Linked DNA regions of Rattus norvegicus: region 2 is linked to region 1. The links are chromatin contacts, called in public Hi-C maps. All regions are on one chromosome and are shown on one strand. The core of a region is the stretch at or near the end of the contact, and the rest is flanking DNA. Distances in the headings are between cores, read along the strand shown. Region 1 has its middle 22 kb from the start of Rbbp7. Region 2 holds the start of Reps2 (RALBP1 associated Eps domain containing 2).

The links. Hi-C and Micro-C count contacts between places; a contact is called where the count stands out from the background.
Region 2: a contact with region 1 is called in a Hi-C map of Schwann cells, with 1.7 times the contacts expected there. The contact joins the promoter of Reps2 here to the enhancer-like site in region 1. A contact is called at or near these places in 2 of 12 Hi-C or Micro-C datasets (Schwann cells and mammary epithelial cells).

Annotation. Positions count from the first base shown.
Region 1 is chrX:35,581,016-35,588,288 of GRCr8, reverse strand. It overlaps the pseudogene Psmb6-ps2. Among named protein-coding and RNA genes, the nearest start is that of Rbbp7, 22 kb to the right of the region's middle. Within about 2 kb of position 2,783, at least 55 of the 93 cell types and tissues checked have an H3K27ac peak or open chromatin away from gene starts, as enhancers often do. A contact at or near this core is called in Schwann cells, where this site is marked.
Region 2 is chrX:35,676,444-35,683,716 of GRCr8, reverse strand. Reps2 (RALBP1 associated Eps domain containing 2) reads right to left here and starts at 2,454. Exons shown (of 18, transcript NM_001427498.1): 1 at 2,077-2,454. The coding sequence starts at 2,310.

The DNA of each region.
Region 1 (7,273 bases), core at 1,534-4,033:
CTCACAACAATTAAAGAAAAGGGGACTGTGAATTTGAAAGACAACAAAGTGGGGTACATGGGAGTGGTTGGTGGAATTAAAGGGAAGAAAGGCATGGTGTAATTATAATTTCAAAAATAAACAAATGTAAACTATAGACTAGAATGGCAACTACATTTTTAAAAAGTTCCCATTGGGGGTTGGGGATTTAGCTCAGTGGTAGTGCACTTGCCTAGTAAGCGCAAGTTCGGTCCTCAGCTCCAGAAGGAAAAAAAAAAGGAACAAAAAGTTCCCATTGGAGTTCAGATCTCCAGCACCCACATACACACACACACACACACACACACACACACACACACACACATATATACATATATATATATATATATGCACAACATATGTGTCTGGTGTCCTGTCCACAGAAACTAGAAGATCCCCTGAAAACTGAGTGTGCATGGTCATGAACCACCATGTAGGTGCTAGGAACCAATCTGGGTCCTCTGGAAGAGCAGCAAGTGTTCTTAACTGCCGAGACAATGTCCAGACCCCAAGCAGGGGGTTCTATTATAAATTCTCAGTGCCTCACTTATATCTTTATCAGCATTATTTATCATTAACCTTAGGTGGATACTACTGAACTCAATGACTATCTCAATGATTTTGGTCTAGTGGCTTCATCTCTCTGACTTGTTCGCAAAGGGAGCATATTAACAACCATCTTTCAAGTGAACTGAAAAGGTTAACTGAGATAGGGGTATAAGCATACGTGGAACAAGAGCTGTCCAATGGTAGGAAGATCAATGTGCGTTTCCCTTACCTCTTAAGCTGTTAGTCATTTATGAATGATCACAAAGTCATACTGTCTTTCAGGAAAGTCAATCTTCTTATAGAGTCTAAGGCTCTACATTCGTTGACTCCAATGTGGTCACCAGACCTGGTGGCTAAAGTTATAATTCCACTAAGTAAAATCTAAAATTCATTCCTAAGGTTAGGGAGATGGCTCAGTGGATCTTAATGTGCTTGATGTACAAACAGGAGAACCTCAGTTCGGATCTCCAGCACCCACATAGCAAGCAAGGCGTGGCAACATCCCTGTAATCTCAGACTTGAGAGGCAGAGTCAGAAAGTTCCTGGGAGCCAGCTAGACTAGACAGCCGATGAGACCAGGTTCAGTGAAAGGACCTGCCTGACACATAAGGTGTAAAGCAGTAAAGGGAGACCCTCTGTGTCCACAAAGGGCCTCCACACACCCATGCGCAAGTACTCTCACCTGCACGTACATATGCGCGCGCGTGCACGCGCGCGCGCGCACACACACACACACACACACACACACGCACACACACACACGCACACACACTTCAGCTACCTATGGAGTTCAAGTGCAGGCTGGGCTAAACGAGACCCTGCCTCAAAACAAAAAGTTCATTTCCTCAATTATATGAACCACATTTCAAGGGTTTGGTAGTCACATGTCACTAATGGCTGGTGTGATGGCCAATACAGATGCACGACTTCTGTCGCCACAGAAAGGTCCACTGGACGAGGCTACGCCATAGTAATAATAGTACAACGGTGCCCAAGGTCTTTTTCTTAACTCAGGACACCCCAACATGTCATGCCAACCCTCGTTTGTTAATATCTCTGTGCGCCCTCCTGTGGCTGGAGTTGGGAACTGGTCTGCCCATCCCAGTCTCTGTGGAACAAGACACTTTTATAAATAGGATCGCTTAGACATTTTCAAATCTGATCATGAGAAAGAATGGTAACAATGGCGTAAATGCAGACTGAATGCTCTGGTGACTACTAAGGAAAATCGGTTTGGTTGACCACGAAATCTCAGTACTTTCTGAGCTACCTACATTTGTGAGAATGCCACTCTTCTTTAAACAAAGGATGGTACCACATGGCTGTTTGAAGTGTAGAATACCAGCGTCCCGCTAGCTCAGTCGCTGGAGCATGAAACTTAAAACTGTAGGGAGAGATGCAGGATTACTGGAAGAACATGGCAGGGGCTCTCTCGGTGGCACCTAGCAACAAGCACGCAGGAAGCCCACTCTGTGGGCCAATAGGAAGGTTAAGCTGAAACTCCACCTCCCACTGGATAAGGGAGACGCCTGATTATGGGGTGCCCGCCACCTGGCCGGTCCCATCGCTTCCTCTCACAGCTGGCATCTAAGCTCAGTTCTCCAGATATCTGAACCCAAAATTTATATCCCACTTCCTGACTCTGTGCAAGGTTGTTCTCGTGCTTGCGCAATAAAACATGGAGGCCAATGGCGCTGGGCGGGGCTTCCCCAGGAACAGTTGGCGCCTGGGAGCTGCTGTTTGCGGAGGACCCGCTCCGTGCAAGCTGGGAGAGGGAAGTTAGGGTGTCTGGTGGATCTCTTGCTACTCTGCCAAATGCGCCAACTTCGCCAGTGATCCCCTGGTGTTGTTGAGGGTAAGAGATACCAGCCCTTTTAGTAAAGGTTTTTTTTCCCTGAATGCAGTTTCAATGCACACACAAACCTGAGAACAGAAATACAAATAAACATCACCCATAATCCCATCAGCCAAGGAGAACCACATAATTAATATACCTAAATATAGGACTACATTACAGCAGGGCATAATGGCACACACCTTTAGTCCCAGCACTAGGGAGGCAGAGGCAGGCAGATTGCTGGGAGAGTTGAAAGCAAGCATATAGTAAGACCCTGTCTCAAAGGAAAAAAAAAAGTACTGCATTACGCATAGTGTTAGCTAGCTCCACCTCCCAGAGCTAGTTTACTCAGCCTTTAGGAGATGTGAAGCAATCAATGTGCTTAGCTGAAAAGCAGCCACCCCCTGAGGACTGGACCCTTGGCCAGGTGCAGCTTCCAGACCTTTCCAGGCCTTTCCCTCTAGCCCCCAAACAGGGCGTGGTCAGGACAACAGCTGGGTTGAACCAGACACAAAGCCGTCTCCTCCGTGCAGCACGTGTGTGCTATGCTCAGTACATTGTCCCTGTCCAGGAGAAAATGCCAAGTCATAGCCCTCCTATAGCAGCTGCAATCCATCGACTGGGGAGGGGGAAGGTCACAATGAATGTTTTTGTAAGCCAGGTACAAGCTGAGCTGCTAACATTCCAGATTTATCTGAGTGCACCACATTCCAGGGAACAGATAGTGTTGCTGTTCTCCCCCCCCCCCTTTTTAAAAAAGCTAACTGAGCTATATAAATCACAGACTATACCATTCATCCATTTAAAATGTACAAATCGATGGCTTTTTATTTCTTGGGTTTATTTGGACTTTAAATTAAAGAGAGGTTATTCTTGTGTTTTTGTTTCCTGTAAATTAACATGGTAAGTTTAAAAATAGAGGTCAGTTTTAAAGGCTAAAAAAAATGTACAACTGACTAGCTTTTAGTGTTCACAATATAATAGAACAAATTCATTCACCTAAAAGAGACCAGACAAACCAGGTATGGTGGCACATGCCTGTAATATCAGGATTCTGTAGGCAGGGGTACAAGAATCAGGAGTTCAAATCCATCCTGGGCTACCTAGGGAGGTCCATGTCAGTTGCAGTTGTGACTGGAGAGATGGCTCAGTGGTTAAAAGCTTTGTCTGCTCTTCCAGAGGACCTGGGTTCGAGTCCCTTCGTAACACCTACATTGCAGCTCATCTGTTACTTCCAGAGATCTTGAGCCAACTTCAGCCTCCTCGGGTACCAGATATGGACATTGTATACAGGCATACATGCAGACAAAACATATATACACATTTTAAAAAACCCTAGCCAGGCATAGCGGTGTACCCCTTTAGTCGAAACACTTGGGAGGCAAAGGTAAGCAGACCTCTGTGAGTTTAAGGCCAGCCTATTTACATAGCAAGTTCCAGGACAGCCAACACTATATACAGAGATCCTGTCTCGAAAAGCAAACAAACCAACAGTATAACTGTATTTCCAGTTCTGGGGAGCAGAGACAGGCTGATCCATAGGGCTTGCTGGCCAGCCAATATAGCCAAAACTCAGTGCACTACAGATTCACTGAGAGACCCTGTCTCAATAAATGAAGTTGTCACAGAGGGAACACAATGTCACACAGTCTCTGGCCTCCTCACAGGCAAAGATAAGCTATAAGTTTTAACATTCTACAATTTTTTTGTGTGTTATCAAGACAGGGTTTCTCTGTGGAACATCCCCAACCGTTTTGGAACTCACTCAGTGGACCAGACTGACCTTGAAAGCAGAGATCCACCTACCTCTGCCGCCCAAGTACTGGGAGTAAAGGCAACAGCACCACTGTGTTTTACAAACCTATACAGAAAAGAAAGGAAATCCAAAGGAACCTATTTTCCCTCAAACCTAGGCAAGCACTATTCTGTGTTCCCATAGATTTGCCTACTCTGGCCATTTCACATGAATGGAATATACAACATGTCCTTTTTATATCTGGCTATCTTAATTTACTATAATGCTTTCAAGCCTCACCCCTGTCATTGCTCGTATCGGTATCCATTTCCTTTTATTGCATAATGTCTCCTACTATGACTCTCCCACTCTTTGTCTTCAGTCATCAGTTGATAAGTGCTGGATTCTTTATATTTCTTACCTTTTATGAATTTGCTGCTATGAAAATTCATGTATGACTCTTGCATAAATTTATTTTTGTTTCTCTTTGGAGACGGCTACCAGGAGTAGAACTTCAGAATTACTCGATAAAGCAATATTTTGCTGCTTTTCTGTTTTTGAGTAGATTTCATGTTTTTTTTTTTTTTCGGAGCTGGGACCGAACCCAGAGGCCTTGTGCTTCCTAGGCAAGCGCTCTACCACTGAGCTAAATCCCCAACCCAAGCTTTTCTGTTTTTGAGACAGATTCTTTTAGCTCAGACTGGCCTCAAACTCTTTACATCGCTGAGGCTGGCCTTGAACTCCTGATCCTCCTGCTACAAACCCCTAAGTGCCAGAATTACAGGAGTGCAATGGTATACCTGGTTTGTGTGTAGTGCTAGCGGGCACACCCAGGGCTTCAGGCAAACTGTACCAACTGGGGTACATCCCCACCCCAAGGCTTCACTTTCTTTAAAATATATATATATATATATATATATATATATATATATATATATATATATATATATATATATATATGGTTGTGAGCCACCATGTGGTTGCTGGGAGTTGAACTCAGGACCTCTGGAAGAGCAGTCAGTGCTCTTAACCACTGAGCCATCTCTCCAGCCCTGTTCTTTCTTTCTCAGAAACTCAAAGTCATGACGTTTTTCTTTTCTCTTTTTTTAAAAGATGTATTTATTATATTCATGTGAGTACACTGTAGCTGTTTTCAGACACACCAGAAGAGGGCATCAGATCTCATTACAGATGGTTGTGAGCCACCATGTGGTTGCTGGGATTTGAACTCAGGACCTTCAGGAAGAGCGGTCAGTACTCTTAACCTCTGAGCCATCTCTCCAGCCCAACGTTTTTCTCTAAAGCTTTTTTTTTTCTGTTTTTCGAGACATTGCTGTGTACAGTAGGCTGACCTGAACTTACTACTAAGTAGACCAGGATGGCTTCCCAACTTGCTGTGATCTGGCTTTCACCACCAGGTCCAGTGCCTCCTAAAATTTACCGTGAGTATTTCCTATAGGTTACATGAATGTTACATGTAGGTTCCTGGTCTACTCTGAGTTAATTTTCCTATGAGGTGTTGACGATACAACTTTATGATGGTATTTGTTGAAAAGACTCTTCTCTCCCTCATTAAGTCCTGTCAAAAGTCAACTGACCACAAATACTGTGTCTTATTTTCAAACTGCAACTTCTGTCACATTAAGGCATGCTGGTACTGTACTTCTTGAGAGCCACAACTTTGTCGTTGGTCTTGATATAGGGGTGTAAGCCCTCCAGGTTTGTTCAAGATGATTTTAGTCTTTCAAAGTCCTTTTGACTCTTCACACGAACCTAAGGATCTGCTTGTCCCTCCCACCAAGAAGGTGGTCTAGGTTCTGATCAGGATTTGACAGACTCTGTAAGTCACTGGTACTGTTTCTAGGGTGTGGGGGTTTGGTTGGTTTGGTTTTGTTTGCTTATTAGTTTTTATATTCCTTTTTATTTCAAATTGGATGTACACGTGGGGTTATTGGGGTTATGCACATAGAAGTGGAGAGCAGGGCCTGCAGAGTCCAGAAAATGATATCAGATCCCATGTTACAGGCAGTTGTGAGCCACTCAACGTGGGCGCTGAAAACTGAACTCTGGTTGTCTTGAAGAGACAACCAGACACCTGATATTAACCACTGAGCTGCCCAATAATAGGCTTCATTATGACATTTTCACGTGTGTACATAAAGCATATCTGTTGATCGTATTCTTTCCCCTTACCTTCTCTTGCTCCTCTTCTGCTCCCCCGACACACTTCCTCTTCCCGACAAGGCCCACTGCTAACAGCATGCCTTTTTTGGTGTTTTTACTGATGAGATTCAGTGGAGTTGCTTACAGGGTTATAGGTGAGGAGTTATTTACGAGAGTGTGCGCAACTTACCAGTGGCTACACTGCTGAAAAAAAATGTTCCCCCCTGAACTGTGTATAAATCCTCAGAGAATAGAGGGGCCTGATGAGTCCCCCCCCCCCAACTCCACAACAGGGTGTTTCTCCAGTCTTTTCAGATGTAAAATTCAGTCTTTTCTGAAGTATCCCTGTATCACTGCAGGAATCAAGCTGCATTCTCTCTCAACCACTACCTTTCCCCAACCCCAACCAGATGACTCATAAAGTGCCTGTAGGTAGACGGAAATTACAGAGCTCCAGAGTTGAGGACAGAGGTTGCCGAAGTCTGTCAAAGGCCAGAGCAGGCCGTGTTCTTACTGCTGAGAAAGGTCTCCGGCCTCTTGCTTTGTCTGGTTTGGAGGTGGCTCGGGTTGGTGTAGGGTTTGCAATCCCCCCCCCACATCTGGTTATTCATATCATTTTATAAGGGGCTTTTTTTTTCAGTTAAACATATTGTAAACAAGTTTCTATTTCAGTAGCCACAAAGGCCACCATGTCTCTTATGTAAAATAATTCAACAATTGCAGGACACAAGATCCTCCGGTTGCTTAGATACCAAGATGAATCCTGTATGTATGCCAGCTACAATAAAGAGCTTTCTGCTGGGTGTGGTGCTCCACATTAGTAATGCCAGTGCCTAGGTGGTTGAACCAGGAGGATCAAGAAGTCAAGGGCAGCCTGGGCTACATAATGAAACTCAGTTTCAGACAAACAAGGCCTAGGAATATTGCTTATTAGATGAACATTTGCCTTTTACATACAAGGCTTTGGTTTG
Region 2 (7,273 bases), core at 1,205-3,704, 96 kb before region 1:
GGTCTGGTTACTGTCTCCGGGATTTGAGCAGTTATACCTGTTGGGCCACTTAAATCTGAACTTTCAGGTTTCGGTTTAGAAGGGAAAGGGGGAAATTTTCTACATTTGTTTTAAAATAGCCAATACACTAATGAGCTAAAACAAATTAAGTCAGACAGAGCATACACACACCACCAAAGTGGTGGATAAAAGTTAGATGTCCAATAGATCCCATCTTTCATTACCCTTCCCAGTTCCCGCTGGGTGACTTTAAATGTTAATTGTTACCTGTACCAAAAGTCATTCTAATTGGTTACATGAAAGGGACTGTGTTTTATTTCTCTGGGCTGAGTAAGGGAACATAAATCTCAGACTCACAATAAGCAATCTAGGAATAGCCCCTTTTGGTAGCATCTGAAGTGGTATTTTGCACACAGTTTTCCCCTCTAAGTCTCTGTACCTTAGGTTCTTTTTAAATTATATGTTCTTCAAGAAAGCATTGGTTATCACACAGGAAAGCCCCCTCGCCAATTCCTGCAGAAACCTCAACCAATTTTCATATGCCCCTTTCTCTTATCACACTTGATGTATTACCGACCACAAATTAATCCTGGCCAGATGTACAGTGCAATTATTTGGTGCATTGCCTCGAACACTTTAGTGAATTTATTATGCTCGGCAGTATCCTGAGGTCCTGGTAATAGCTAGTTTGTTTCAGAACACCAACTCCTTATCATCACCCTGTGCAACTCAACTGCTTAGCAACTGTGGCAGAACTATCTCCTTATCACAGAATCCCACAGGAACAAACAACCATGCTAAATTCTATGAATACTAATCATGTTCAGAAATTCTCAATTCGAAAAGGTGAACCAAGTGGCTAAAATTATGCTCACAAACAAACGAGCATCAATGTCATGCACCAGCAGTATAGAACAGTCTTGAGTGCCAGAGAGAGAGAAAGAAAGAAAGAGAGAGAGAGAGAGAGAGAGAGAGAGAGAGAGAAAGAAAGAAAGAAAGAAAGAAAGAAAGAAAGAAAAGAGTGAGCCTCACAAAGGCAAAGAAAGATATGGCAAGTGAACCATAAAACCCTCAGTACTCCTTAGGAACTACATTTTAAAGCCTTTGCTCACCACTGTAAAAATTCAGTTTTCGTTAATAACTTTCACACTATTGCTTTTTAAGTAGAGGTTCATATTTAGGGCTTGATATTAACAATATTATCCCCATTTGCTGCTGGTAACATCAAATGACAGACAAAGGTTTACCAAGCAACCTTTGTCCAAGCTTCAAGGAAAGCACAAAACAAAAACAGCACCTGCTGTGAATCATTCCTTCCTCCTTTCCAGGTATGGGGCAGACAGAAAGAAGCTATGACACCCTTTGTTTCGTAACTCCATGCCAAAGTCAAGTGACAATAAGATGGGAAACTACAGCTATAGACTTCTAAATCCACCCCTGGACCCAAATAGGGAACTTACTTTGGACTTGACCAATGTTCTTGTCTTGTAGCCCTGAGTCCCTGTTCTACAACTGGGCACTAAGGTTTTCCACTTCTATACTAATAATCAGAAATACGTTAGTGAACAAATATATGTAGCAGATATGTACATATCACAAGTATTAAAAAGGGAGGACAACATGTAGCTGTAGGCCCAGAGCCTACAGGCACACATGTACACACCCTTCAAGTTCAAATCCCAGTAAGGCACCCCGAGAGTGTAGTCAACAAAGGGAGGGGCAGGAGCAAGGAACAGAGGTTAAAGCAGACAGCAGCCAAAACAAACATCACTTCCAGAACAGGGCAAACTTTGGGTCTGGGAGACTGTAGAACCCCCAGAAATGATAGGGGTGTCAAGACTTTCTCAAGGGACGAAGAGCACACCCAAGCACCGGGCTAGAAGGAGAGGAGCTGCAGAGGAGGCTGGTGTCCCTGGGGACAAGGGCGTCGCCGCCATCCTCGGCTGCAGAGCCCCCCCTCTTTTTGCCGTCCTGGCCGCCGCCCTCCAGATCCCCGGGAATAGTCGTTGTTGCTCCATTCTTCCCATAGACACGTCCACACAGACCCGTGAGGGATAAAAGAGCGCAGAGGCATACCTGGTGCAATGTCTCCGGTGGCAGCTGCGACGCTCGAAACAGATCGGCTACCGGACCAGCGGCCGCAGTGAGAATGCCAGGGGCGACCCTGGTAGCCTCGAGGGGGCCAGGTCCGGGGCCCCCGCTTGCAGCGCCTGCACAGCGCGCGAAGAGCTCAGAGTAGCACTGCTGCTCGCTATCGCTCAGCAGCAACGGCGGCCCCGCACCGCCGCCTCCGCCCGCCGCCACCTCCATAGGGCCTTCTGTAGAGTCCGGGCTGAGCGCCTTCCCTGGCCAAGGTGCTCGTGCCTCCGCCAGGGCCACCACCACCGCCTCGGCCTCCGAAGCCGCCGCCCCCACGCCCCGCAGCTGCAGCGCTGCCGCTTCCTCCAAGCGCACGCCGGCCCCGCCCCCCCGGGCTTGAATGTTGTGCCTCCGCTGCGCGGCACATGGAGACAGGCGCGGCACTGACCAATCACAGCCCAGAATCCCACCTGGGCCCCTCCCTTAAAGCCCGCCCCGCTCCGCCCTTTTGCCAGGTAAGGAACACAACTCCGCCCGCCGCCCTCCCAAGCCTTTCACCTGCTCTGCAGTCGAGGCCGGGCGGGGAGAGCAGCTGCCAACGCCCTCCAAGCCCACGCTGTTCACGAGGGGCATCTTGAGATCTCCATCCTGACTGGCAGGGGAACATCTGTACACACACAAGAAAAACAGCGCTTTTCAAGGGATGGGGAAAACTGAGATGTCTCATTAGAAGTCCCAAGCGGATGAGGAGTCCAATTAGAAAAGGAATCAGGCAAGAAAAGTTGGATTTTCCTTCTTCTAAAACTGTAAGGCCTATGTCCTGAAAAGCTAAAAAAGCGGAATTCTTATGAACGGGGTCCCAGCACCACCCCAGAGATGATGGAGTTAGGTCACTTTCTCAGGTATGGCTGTGATCTGGATTTGAGCCTTACTGAGAAGTATCAGAAGGTACCTATAAGTCCTAAAGGAAAGAAGTGGAAAAATGCGTTTTTGGGTTTTGTTTGTTTTTCAGAGGTGAGGTGCATTCTGTGCCAGTGCTCTATTGAAATCTGAGAAACGGTGGGAGACACTATCTGGAAAATTTATGCTTCTTAAGAACTGAAAATATTGGCCTCTGTAACAGTGTCCTTGATTTCTAGAAGGATTTTTTTATTTTTATTTTTTTATTAACTTGAGTATTTCTTATTTACATTTCGAGTGTTATTCCCTTTCCAAGTTTCTGGGCCAACATCCCCCTAACCCCACCCCCTCCCCTTCTTTATGGGTGTTCCCCTCCCCATCCTCCCCCCATTGCCGCCCTCCCCCCAACAATCACGTTCACTGGGGGTTCAGTCTTAGCAGGACCAAGGGCTTCCCCTTCCACTGGTGATCTTACTAGGATATTCATTGCTACCTATGAGGTCAGAGTCCAGGGACAGTCCATGTATATATAGTCTTTAGGTAGTGGCTTAGTCCCTGGTTATTTTTATTTTTTAGACAAGGCCCTTTGTTCTAAAAACACTTCTTTTGGCAGGAAAACAAGCAGCTTTTTAAAATTTTGTCCAAAATTTGTCCAAGTTCCTACCAAAAAAGTCAACACTAGATCTCAGAACTTTAAAAACCGTGTGTGTGTGTGTGTGTGTGTGTGTGTGTGTGTGTGTGTGTGTTCAAATGGGCTTCTTCCTTGATGGCTATTGCTCTAGCCAAACCTCCTATGTGGAAAGAAAGTCTATGCTAAGTGTGGTGGCTCAGGTTTGTAACCTTAACACTAGGAGTCTGGGGCAGGAGAAGCACTGAAATTTTGAATCTACTCTAGCTACACAGTGAATTCCAAGCTAGCCTGCAAAAAGAAAAACAAAGTCCACAAAATAATACACTAGAAGAAAAAAATCTGCCTCACAACAACATTGAAAATGGCAGTGTAAGTCTTATATATTTACATTTTTTCCAAAAGGAAAATCTGGTTTTATTTGTTAAGACAGGGTCTCTCTACATAGTTCTGGCTGTCCTGGAACTCACTATGTAAACCAGGCTGGCCTCAAACTCATGGAGATATGCCTGTTTATGCTTCCCAAGTGCTGGGATAAAAGGCATGTGCCACCATGCTGGGCTCCAAAAGAAAAATCTTAAGTGCCATTGTTCTTGAGAAGAGGTGTACAAATGTAACCATGGCATATGCGTGCCTAACTGCAAAACACCAACTCAAAGAGGGAAAAACTCTTTGTGCCTAAACTCTAATAATAGTACCCTTTAGACCTGGACCTGGTGGCATATACCCAGAACTTAGGATGCAGAGGCAGAAGAATATCTGTGAGTTTGAGACCAGCCTGGACTACTAAGTGAGTTTCATGCCACTCAGGCATAGATAGATATAGAGTTTAGATAGAGATAGATAGATAGATAGATAGATAGATAGATAGATAGATAGATAGATAGATAGATAGATACCATTACAAACAGTTTTGTTTTTATTACAATCATGAAGCAGTCAGATGTAGCAAAATCCTGGCACTCCACAGGCAGACCACTCCAGAGAAGACCCATCACAAGAACCGTAACATCACAAAACAACAAAAACCAAAGACAAGTCAAGAAATACTATCGATGATAACAAACGCACTTTGGTATTATAGTCAACTAAAATAAGGACCAATGGAAGGATGAGAAAAGAAGGAAGAAGTCCAAAGATAGGGAAGCAAAGAAGGAAAGGGGAAGAAAGAGATACATGAAAGAAAAAAGAACCTCAATTATGGCCAGAGTTATCCTTCCCTTTTGGACTCTGGAGAAATAAAATGCAGAAGATCCACAGTAGGGATATGACACAGTAACACAGCATTTGCCCAGCATGTGCCAAGCACAAGTCTGCTCTCCAGTACCAGGGAAGAAAAAGTAAAGAAGATTCAGCCCAAGCATGCTAGCAGCTAAGTGGAAGTCAATGTCTAGACAAGCTCCTACGCCCTGTCCATTTTTCTTCTTTTAAAGTTTCATAAGATTTTAGCATGAAAGTTGACCATACCCAGAGACATTCCTGTTATCTTTATAATGCAAACTGATCAGCCCAAAAGAGTTGCCTGTCTTTTGTAGTTTTTTGAACACTGGCTAAATGACCTTAAGCTAAGGGCAGCCAAAAATGTGTGTCTTCTCCTTGAACTCGCTCCTTAAACTGAGTATGCTCAGAAATGTTCCTGCCCATGAAGAGCTTTCGTGTTTGCATGTGTGTCCACTCCTGGAATAAAATCCCCATGCTTCTTTTGTTTACAAAAGGCATTGTTTTGGACATAACTCATTTTCCCCAGTAAAGTTATTAACATTTCAGCACTCATTTTTCCTGCCCTGCCCTTGCCTGTCTTAGCTTTGTAGTCACCAAGAGGTGAACCCAGGTTTGCTTACAAATGCAGAAAATTCCTCTCTTCAAAGCTTTCATTCCTCACTCCACATTTTGCTTCACAACTGCTGGGAGAGAAGACAGCAGCAATACATAAAGAATGAAGTAGAGAGACAGCAGAGACTGTCTAGCTCTAGAGAATTTCTCCTTCAAAGTCTCATCACTCTTCCCATGACTGTCACACCTTCTCGGGAACATAGAAGCCATGAGATAGGTTATTCTCTTCCTCCGTTTCCAATTGGTCTTAGCTTTCCTGCAGAGTAGCTCCATAACAGAGTAGTTTGCTCGATGTGATAGGCAACAAGCCTCACTTCCCCCAGGGACTCCTGCAAGAACAAGTATAGGATATCACAGCCACTGACGTTCTTCTAGTGGGATGATATAAAAAGCTTTACTCGGTATTGTTGTCCACACTATCTCATATAAGCCTCATAGTAATTCTAAAGTAGATTAGGAAGATGACAGATACACAGATGATAGATAGATAGATAGATAGATAGATAGATAGATAGATAGATAGATAGAGGTATATGTTTGATTGATTGATTGATTGATTGATTGATTGATTGATTGATTGTGACAGGGTCTCTTGTAGCCAGGCTGGCCTTGAACTCTGATCGTCCTACCTCCCTCCACATGCTCTGTACTGTGGTTACAGGTATGCAACACTGCCCCCCAGTCAGGAAGACACTTTCTTGAGCAAAAAGGCTTCACTTTGCATACCAGGATGCCCATGAGTCTATGATCCTCCAGTCTCTACTTCCCAATGCTAGCATTACAGGTACATGTCCCTGTAGTAGTCTGAATGAGAAAGGCCTCCCATAGGCTCACATATTTGGACACTCGGTTCCTGCTGTTTGCACTGTTTGGAGAGATGTAGGTGGTAACATGGCCTTGCTGCAGGAGGTACGTCACTGGGGGCAGACTTTGAGAGTTACAGGCCTCACACCAGTTCCAATTCACCCTCTGCTTCATGGTTGTGGAAGTTGTGAGTTCTCAGCTTCCTGCCATGCCTGCCATTTGCTTTCATAGCTCCCTGCCATCATGGACACGTATCCCTCCAGAACCATAAGCAAAATCAACTCTTTCTTTGGTACATTGTTTTTGGTCCTGGTGACTTTAGAACAGCAGCAGAGAAACAATATAGTCACATGACCAACAAAAAATCGTTTTTCTCTTCATTCGGCAGGTATGGTTTGTCCATCTGGGCACCACATTTGGAGTTCACTTCATTACTCAAGTCAGTTCAATAAAGCTGAAAAATATTTATCAAGCAGCAGATATTACAATGTGGCTATTACAATGTTGATATGTAGGAAGTCTTACATCTGTGCCTGTCAATTTATAAGTAAAGTAATCAGCATTTATTGATAAGGCAGGAGGTGCTTACTGTGTGTGTACTGGAGTCTTCAAAGAATTCTTTAAAAAACATACAAGAGATATAGCTTTCAAGGAGTCAACAACCTCACTAGAAAAAGCAAGGATTAGCACAACAAACAAAACTAATGAGACAACATATAATTAAGTGCTGAATTGTGTACCCCGGGCTAAATTCTGTGGGAGTTTGGCAATTATAAACAAGTCAATGAACCAATGCTAACCCAAGAAAACTCGACAAGAGCATTGGTGTTTGCTGAGACTCAATGGAGCTGGGAAGGGTAAATGGATGGGACAGTGGGGGCAGGGGGACAGGGTGATCCTGGGAAAGGTAAGCACACCAGAGACTGCTCGAAGTCAGAAGGCAATGAGTGAGAAAAAGCAAACTGGGCTAGAGAGCTGAACAGCCTCTGATGCAAGCCTCCAGGATACAGGAGAGAACCTTGTCAACAA